Linked DNA regions of Rattus norvegicus: all the other regions are linked to region 3. Evidence: chromatin contacts called from public Hi-C data. All regions are on one chromosome and are shown on one strand. Each heading gives the region's core, a stretch centred on a gene start, on an enhancer-like site or on the middle of the called end of the contact. The rest is flanking DNA. Distances are from core to core; before and after follow the strand shown. Region 1 has its middle 180 kb from the start of Apc. Region 2 holds the start of Apc (APC regulator of WNT signaling pathway). Region 3 overlaps Epb41l4a (erythrocyte membrane protein band 4.1 like 4A).

Region 1 (3,161 bases), core at 349-2,848, 270 kb after region 3:
ACTGTGATGAAAACTTAGGTGAATTCAGGGTAATCTAAAGAACCAGGCAAGGACGAGAATCTAAAGCATGGGTGGTGTCTTAGGGTGTCTGTGGCTGTGATAAAACACTAGCCAAAGGCGACTGGGGAGGAAGGGGCTAGTTCATCCTCCTGCTCTTGGGTCCCATTCCACCATGGAGGGAAGGCAGGGCAGGGTCCTGAGCAGGAAGATGAAGGTCTAGACCGAAGCAAGGAGGAACGGAAGCGGAGCCATGGAGGAGCTGCCTATTGGCTTGCTCCTCAAGGCTCACTCTGTCCACCTTCTTACAGTATCGAGGACGGTGGACACAGGAGTGGCACTGCCCACTATGCACTGGGCCCACCCACATCAATCACTGATCGAGAAGATGCTCCAAAGACCCGCCCACAGGCAGACATCTCATTTGTGCTTCCTTCTTCCCAGATAACTCTAGCCTGTGTTAGGTTGACATCAGCAGCAGCAACACAACGAAAAGCAGGAAAGAAGACAGTCTTACATTACATTACATTACATTACATTACAGCTTACATTAGAGTAGCTATCTGGAAAACACACACACGCATACGCTGACACACACACACATACACTCACACACGCTCTCTCACACACACATACACACACTCACACACATACTCTGTCACACATACACACACTCACACACATACTCTGTCACACATACAAACACATATTCACACACAAATATACATACTCACATTCACCATTCACACACACACACATACACTCACACACACTCTCACACACAAACACACACACATACACACACTCACACACATACTCTGTCACCTATACAAACACATATTCACACACAAACACACACACTCACATTCATCATTCACACACACACAAATACTTACATATACACAGACACACCCAAACACATACACACACACTCACACACATACTCTCACCACAAACACACACTTACACACAAACACTCACACATTCACCATTCACACACACATTCACACACACATACACACTCACGTACTCTCACACACATACAAACACATACACATACTCACATTCATCATTCACACACATAAACACATTCACACACTCACACACTACTCTCACACACAAATTCACACAGATACACACACAATTGATGACCATATTCTTGTAGAGCAGTGTGGTATGCTAAAAACACTAGGAACAGACTGCCTAGACTTGAGTCCCACCTCTGGCAATCTCTAGTTGTGTGAAATTCACCAAGTTGTTTAACTATGTTTCAGGTTTCTCATCTATCAAGTAAAGATCATGGCAGAGTTTCTGTATTACTATAGACATGGGCCCTAGATACACTGGCCTTTGTGAGTTTCTTTCTGCATAAACTATTTTAAATCGTAGTTTATAACTGCATTAGCACAAAGACACAGTCTGGCTGGAATCATGATTACTTATTTATTATGATAATTATATTCAATTATTTCTCTTGTGATTTTTGAAAGAGAACTAAAACTTTTTGTGGCACTGTGCCTCTAAATAAGTTGGCCCAGACTGTTATAAATGCTAAATTAATTGGTATTTGTGAAGCACTTGGCGCAGTGCCCAGCATGATAACAGGCACGCTGAGTGGTTGTTAAATAAACACAAAGTTAAAGAAGCCATGGAACCAGATGTTGCTTCCTTCCAAACTTCCTCCCACCCCCTGACATTCTGATGAATCAAATCTTCAAAATACAGTGAAGAAATTTCCTCCCATGAACCTGTAACTACAAAAGCTTCAGAAGAATAAATCAAGAGCATGCATTAGATTTAATTAAATTCTGTTCTGTTAAAAACAAGCAGAGGTGCCAGGTGGTGTTTGCACCTCCCTCCTGACTTAGCACAACCTCAGAGCAATAAGAAAACTGCAGTTGTGAGACCCTCGCACTCAAACCTGAGTGAGTTTGCGGTCTGTCTTCCAGGCTTCATGATCGGGAGTGGCCTGTACTGATGTCCCCCATACAGATGACTAAGGATGCCAAAGCCGAGAGATTATACATATGCGTGCATTCCTCTAGAGATTAAAACACACGAAAATATTAAATAGGAGTTATCGAAAGTCATATGCATAGTATATGTATACTAACCTACTTTTCCATATTGGAAGCCACCTTCAAATATAGGAAGGCCTACAGCAAAACAGTCTGTTGCAAAACCTTTCAGGATCAGGAAAATACTCCGTTTCTTCTGTCAAAGATTAACCAGGGCTTTGTTAACCAGCTCTTGCTGGCCTTGCTTTCTGCAATGTGGGTCAGATGAACTTTGACCCACACAGTCAGCAAAACTAGAAAGACCGACCGCCCATGTCGGTCCCACCTACGCCGTTTCACGGTCTCCCCTGCATCAGAGTCAGCTGCCCCAGTTCCAGGTCTCAGGTTTACCTTGTGTGTCTGACCGTGTGCTGGGGGTTCGCCTCCCTGCCTCCCTAGGCTGTGATTATCCACCACATGTCAACTGTGTAATTGGTGGGGCCCTCTGCATGTTAATGTGTAGGGCTTCTCTCTCTCTCTGCTCCTTAGGGTGGTTTTTATCTACACTCCATATTTACTACTTCTGGCCCAAGAAGAGAATTTGAAGAGAAAGTGAGACTCAGGGTCACCTGTGTGACATGGACATGCTGTTCCCAACCACGGTGCCAGGCAGGGGAGCGCCCGGGTGCCTCTGCTCACTGAAGCTGCGTCCAGCAGAGTTGGGGCTGCTCATGGGAGAAGCAGGAGGCTCAGGCCCCCAGCTCATCCCCTCGTCACTGCCTATATTAGAACAGCGTTCTCTTAACTAAGCCGATGGTGTAATTTTGGTTTTAGTCATTTCTTTTTACTTTTGTTTTGTATGTTTGTTTGTTTATCTCCTAGAGAGCCGTGCTGTGCTCGTGGAGGTCAGAGGGCAGACTGGGGGAGTCTTCTGCCATGTGGGTTCCAGGGATTAGGCTCCAGGATAAGGGATTCCATGGGTCCCATTCCACTACCCACCATCATTGTGAAACTCAGATTCAGGAGCAAATTATTTTAAAAATTCAAAATAGTTATGTCAGGACACTAAACTTTAGGTATGGGAATCTTTCTGAGCAAAGGGCCTGTAGGTTTAGATTTTTCAAAACCTACTTTTACTAACGGCTCTCAAGCACTGCGACCACCCCG
Region 2 (2,907 bases), core at 78-2,577, 450 kb after region 3:
TTTTCTGTGAGGTTCTCCTCCATCTTTAAGAGCTCTCGTTGGTGCTGCAGAGAGTGGCTTACTTCTGCACTCTCGTCTGTTGGTGTAAGGGAAGGACGGCTTCACTGGAAGTTTTGTTAAGAAGTTATGCTACACGTGTGTTTTATAGTTTACTTACACGTTTTTGTTTTTCAGTCTATACTGTGTGCTGACTCCACTGGTGTTCCTGTAAGCTATATTAAAGCAGTTGGTAAATGCCCAACTGCAGGTTGAAGTAACGAAGGGGCAAATGGTAGCTGACAAATAACCACCCCTAAGCCTGAGCCCGGGCATCCAAATGCAAGTGCTTGTCCTTTGCACATTGGAGACTTCCTGTGGATGGTCTCCAACCCAGGCCTCCCTCCTTGGGCATCGCTGGGCTGTCCCATTCACCAATGACTTGTAGAACTGACTAGATCCGAGTCCCTTGATATGTTATCAAGGTCCCCAAGTTGTGCCATTCCCATATTATCATGAGTAGCCAGTATGATATTATTCTTGTATTAGATAATGCAGAATTGTTTATTCTTAATTTTAATTCCAAAGTGAGTTGACATTAAACTAAACAGAGAATGTGGGCTTCCTGACTCTTCCTTGATCAATCCCAGCATACCTTGTGTCATCCTGTAACTAGTCATGCCAAGGACCTCTTATTTCTGAGCTGTTCTCTCTCTTGTCTTCTCTATTTTCTCTCCTTTCTTTGCAGTCTTACTTCTAAGGTCATCCATGTTAACCCTTTTATCTTTTAGCCTGTTTGAATACTGACCACTTTTGCCATAGGATACTCCCATCAGAATTTTGTTTTCCTTTGTGATGACTTTATGAATGGCTGGAGTTCTTTGGCATTGTAAATCTTAAGAACTACGTTGCCATAGATAATGTTTTAATACAAAGCCTTTTATTAAATAAAAATGGTAGGATGAACTCTCGTCTCATTACTGTATCCTAGTTCTGAAATCCTATTAGCCAAGTCCAAATCAGAAACTAAAGTGCAACGTTACTTACACAGATTCTTTATCAGTGGTTATATTCTGTAAGTTTGACGTACTGGACTAGTTAGGTCATCTTTAACCTTGAAAGAGTCTTACCAGTAGAAATCTTACCTGTAGACATGCAGATATCTTCAAAAGGGACTGAAGCTCTGCCCTTTCCTGTTTCTCTTCAGCTCAGACCCCATGTTCCGTCCTCTTAGGGAAGAAACTATTGGTGCTTGAAAGATGTCGTTTGGAGAGCAAACCTGGACACAAGCACCACTCCTCCTGTCTGGAGAGCTTCGCTTCCTTTGTCTACACGCAGCTACTCCATTTTTAGTAGTGAATTTCAAAATCCTTTTTAACCTTATAGGTCCAAGGGTAGCCAAGGATGGCAGCAGCCTCATATGATCAGTTGTTAAAGCAAGTTGAGGCCCTGAAGATGGAGAACTCAAATCTTCGACAAGAGCTCGAAGATAATTCCAATCACCTTACAGAACTGGAAACTGAGGCATCTAACATGAAGGTATCAAGACTGCGACTTTGATTGTAGCTTATCCACTTTCAGTGTTTCCTCTTGTAAACTTGGGATAGCTAAGACACTTTATTTACCTAAAACTATATATAATAAACTCTTAGAAGAGTTAACATATTCTTAGTAAATGCATCAAATTAATCTACTGAATCATGCAAAAAAAATTAACCTTGGTTTTGGTTCATTCTTAGTCTTTAATTTTAAAAATAAGATCCCCAACTTTACCTTATACTTGATTTAGTGGAAAGGTTTTCTGTATACTTGTGGAGATTAGCTTTATTTTACAGATATTGACTAGTATCTCAAAGGTTACATTGTCCTGTTTAGAAAATACAGTCATCATCAAGTCTACGTGGTGATTGCCATGGTACTTCAAGCCCTGAAGTTTTTTCCAGGTAGCAAAAAGAGTTAGAGTATTTAGTGTGTAGAGGCGAAAACCTTCTGTCTTCAAAGTCATTGATTAAAATTTTAGTTACTTTAATTTCCAGTTAAGCAACTTCCCACTGAATTTAATAACTTCATAAAATTGGAGATTGTCAGTAGAAATGTTTATTTCTTTCCTTTAAAAAATTTGTTTTGTGTTGTTTCTGTTGCTTGGCTATTTTAACATCTCAATTCTGACTTTTTCCTCTGAACACTCTGCTTTCCGTATCTTTCCATATTCCTAGTCTGTCTAGTTCTTTCTCTGCCATTTCAAAGCCTCCTCTCTTTTCTAGACTGTTGTTTATCACTGAGGAAACTGATCTTCTCTTTCCTACTTATCCTTTAGATACGACATCCTATCCTAACAGGGCAGCCTTTGATCTCACAACTCTCTTACCTATCTTGCTATTGATCTTTTTTTCCACTCTAATAATTGCCATAAAACACTCTGGCAATAACATCTCCAAAATATTCACTTCATAGCCCTTTGGAAATAGGTAAACTATAACAAACACTTATTTTTCCTTATCACCAGCTACAGATCAGTGACTTTAAGTACCTGGGTCAGTTATCTAATAGGTTAAAAAAGCCATTTGTTATTTAACACCTACCAACACTTTAAACTGCAGTCCGGGGCATGTGTGTGAGTTCAAGACTACAAAGTACAGATACATTTTGTGTACTTGACTAGTATACTCTGTAGACCTCCTCCTAGAGGACCTGTTTAGATAGTAAACATCTAATTTGTGAGAGAACTCAGATCTAGATTTAACTTTTTATTTAATTACGTAAGTAAATTCAGAAATAGTTTTTAAGAAACATTTTGGGCAAGACATTTTAATTGACACTTTAATCTCCATGCTGAAGTAGTGTGCCTTTCGGAGTGATCGTACAGGTCACACAAACTTATATGATGGGCTATCAGGCTGCATCGGGAGATGCAGGTGTGCCTGGATTTGG
Region 3 (3,064 bases), core at 371-2,870:
AGCAGAGAGAGAGAGGGAGAGAGAGAGAGAGAGAGAGAGAGTACAGAGAGTGCAGAGAGAGCAGCAGAGAGAGCAGCAGAGAGAGCAGAGAGAGCAGCAGGAGAGAGCAGAGAGAGCAGCAGGAGCAGCAGAGAGAGCAGCAGAGAGAGCAGAGAGAGCAGCAGAGAGAGCAGAGAGAGCAGCAGGAGCAGCAGAGAGAGCAGCAGAGAGAGCAGCGAGAGAGAGCAGCGAGAGCAGCAGGAGAGAGCAGAGAGAGTAGCAGGAGCAGCAGAGAGAGCAGCAGAGAGAGCAGCAGTAAGAGCAGAGAGAGCAGAGAGAGCCATTACAATTATCAGAGAAACGGTAGCAGGTCAATTCATTATTGGCTAGTGAGACTGAAAAACTCACATAAATGTACATAAATAAAAATGAGCCATTACCAGAGTTTCGCTTATGAAAGGGCCTGGAAGCAAGGCAGGGGGCAGGGGAGGGGTCTCACCACAGGTTTGATGCCAGCCTAACCATCCGGTGTTACGTAGTAAGACCATGCACATCACAAGCAAAAACTATATAGGGAGGGAGGGAGGGAGGGAGGGAGGGAGGGAGGGACTCAGACATTTGGGAGCACATGTGCAAACCCTCTGGTAGTGACTGAGCAGTAATTTGGGGGCTCTGGTTCCTGAGCTCACTGTCTACTTTTCCATCGCACTTACTTATGTGTGCACATGTACACACACCACTGTGCACTCGGGACGGTCTGCAGCACTTAGCTCTCTGGTCCCCAGAACTCAGTTCCTTAGGCGAGACAGTAGGCACCCCTAAACCTGCTGAGCCAGTTCACCAACTGCCCGCTACTTTTAAACAGAGAATTCATTTCCGTTGCCCACTGTAAGACTCTCAACACAGTCTGCCATGACAAGCAACAGCCATGAGGGGAAAGCAAGTGGTCCCCCATTTCATGTGACATCTCAAGTGGCAATTCTACAGTGAAATGTAGGCCACAAAGAGCCCATCTGTGGCCTCCACTCATGCTGACATGCTTTACCCGAAGACCAGAAATGATAGGTAGCATTGTGTCCAACGTTCTAGTACCATCAAGCTAACTGTGAACCCCCATTGTAGCGAGGAATGGTGAACTTATTTCAGTTGTTGCCACCGTCCCTTCAGGAGAGAGATCTATAGGAGATCCCCAAATGGTCCTAAGCCATACCGATAAAAAGGCCAAGAATTAAGCCACAGACCACCCCGCCCTGTGGAATTTTATACCAAGGTCCAGCATCACTTTCAGCATACAATCTTGTCGATTCTCTCATCTGTCCCTCATGGCTGGGCTTTCTGAATCCACAGACGACAATAAGCTATTTATTTAGCTACAGAACAGACTAAGTGACTTTTCCTTTGTGTGTGTGGACTGGTGAGAGGACAACCAAAATCTGCTCCTCAGATCAAATGAAAAGGAATGAACTATGGTAAGGGGTAGGAGCCAAAGCACTGAGGTCCAACCGAGAACGCTGTTGAATACTAACTTGTGTCATATAAAGTTTTATGCTTTAAAGATCACACAAACAGTCTGGAAGGTCTCCTGAACAAAACCTGTCTTTCCTACACTCTGCCCATCTGATCCCCTGGGCAGTATGCCAAACTGTTAAATGATAACTAAGAGGGTGCAAAGATTTCAGAGTACTAAGCTTTTCTTCCACTCCAGGCATGCTGGGCCAGCATGCAGTTCTCAGAGGACGCCACCCAACGGTGGGTCAGCATGCAGTTCTCAGAGGACGCCACCCAACACTGGGCCAGCATGCGGTTCTCAGAGGATGCCACCCAATGGTGGGTCAGCATGGAGTTCTCAGAGGATGCCACCCAACGGTGGGTCAGCATGTGGTTCTCAGAGGATGCCACCCAACGGTGGGTCAGCATGCAGTTCTCAGAGGACGCCACCCAACGGTGGGTCAGCATGCGGTTCTCAGAGGACGCCACCCAACACTGGGCCAGCATGCAGTTCTCAGAGGACGCCACCCAACACTGGGCCAGCATGCAGTTCTCAGAGGACGCCACCCGTCATCTATCACATGGTGTGGATGTGGAGGCGCTGCTGTGCTCACAGCCTGTTCTCCCAGGCACACTGGAAAGGTGGGTTAGCCGTCTTCCTGTTACAGAAGGTTTTGAGCTCTCCTCACTGCTGATATTTTGAGCACTGACTCTTTGGGAACTTCCCCGTGCTTTGTAAGATTAGGTCAGTGACACCCCAACATCTAACCACTAGAAGCCAGTAGCCTCCTTAACGTTAAAGACAAAAATGACTCTAGGGAGCCCATGAGATGACTCCACAGGTAAAGACACTTGCCACCAAGTCTAACGACCTGAGTCCAATCCCTGGGACTCATATTGTGGAAACTCCCAAAAGACTTGGCCTCCACACATATGATATGACACATAGTCCCCATCTGACCCCTAACACACAAATAAATAGATGTAACTCAAACCGTTAAATGACTCTGGACATTGCCTAGTGTCCCAGAAAAGATAAAGTTGTCCCCCACCTGAAAATTACGAATCTGAAAGTAGCTAAAATTAGGTGACAGAAGTGAGTGGACAAGTTATCGTGACGATCTAGAGTGTGACTGCAGAATCAACGCTGACAGCGGGCAGTGGTTAGAGACAGAAAGAAAAGGAGGCGAGACCTGAGTCCCAGACAGTGAGAGGGCAGATGAAGACCGGTGTCACCTGAGGCTTGAACCCGTTCACAACAGCTGAGGAGGCAGAAAAACAATTCACAAGGAACGCAAAACCCATGGCCACTATGCCAAGCCTAGTGTGAGATGTGAGGAAGAGGAACAATTGTTTTTGAAAAAGAAATGTGCGTGTGCAAGAGAGAGAGAGAGAGAGAGAGAGAGAGAGAGAGAGAGAGAGAGAGAGAGAGAGAACTTAGCAGGTGTGTGTATAAATGACTTGGCAGGTAAAAGCACCTGCTAGCAAGCCTGGTGACCCGAGTCCCATCCTCAGATAGACGTAAAGACTCATAGGTTGTCCCCTGATGTCTACACACACCCTACACAAACACACACACACATGCACTCAAAAGGAA

The links. A called contact is a pair of places that touch in the nucleus more often than the background predicts.
Region 1: a Hi-C map of liver shows a contact between it and region 3, with 4 times the contacts expected there. The contact joins two enhancer-like sites. A contact is called at or near these places in 3 of 12 Hi-C or Micro-C datasets (the A7r5 cell line, Schwann cells and liver).
Region 2: a Hi-C map of liver shows a contact between it and region 3, with 8 times the contacts expected there. The contact joins the promoter of Apc here to the enhancer-like site in region 3. A contact is called at or near these places in 5 of 12 Hi-C or Micro-C datasets (the A7r5 cell line, frontal cortex, hepatocytes and 2 more).

What each region holds. Positions count from the first base shown.
Region 1 is chr18:25,956,428-25,959,588 of GRCr8, forward strand. No RefSeq gene overlaps it. Among named protein-coding and RNA genes, the nearest start is that of Apc, 180 kb to the right of the region's middle. Within about 2 kb of position 1,599, at least 6 of the 93 cell types and tissues checked have an H3K27ac peak or open chromatin away from gene starts, as enhancers often do. A contact at or near this core is called in liver, where this site is marked.
Region 2 is chr18:26,137,055-26,139,961 of GRCr8, forward strand. It overlaps Apc (APC regulator of WNT signaling pathway), which reads left to right and starts at 1,328. Exons shown (of 15, transcript NM_012499.1): 1 at 1,328-1,515. The coding sequence starts at 1,381.
Region 3 is chr18:25,686,986-25,690,049 of GRCr8, forward strand. The region is part of intron 13 of Epb41l4a (erythrocyte membrane protein band 4.1 like 4A); the gene reads right to left. Among named protein-coding and RNA genes, the nearest start is that of Epb41l4a, 73 kb to the right of the region's middle. Within about 2 kb of position 1,621, at least 2 of the 93 cell types and tissues checked have an H3K27ac peak or open chromatin away from gene starts, as enhancers often do. A contact at or near this core is called in liver, where this site is marked.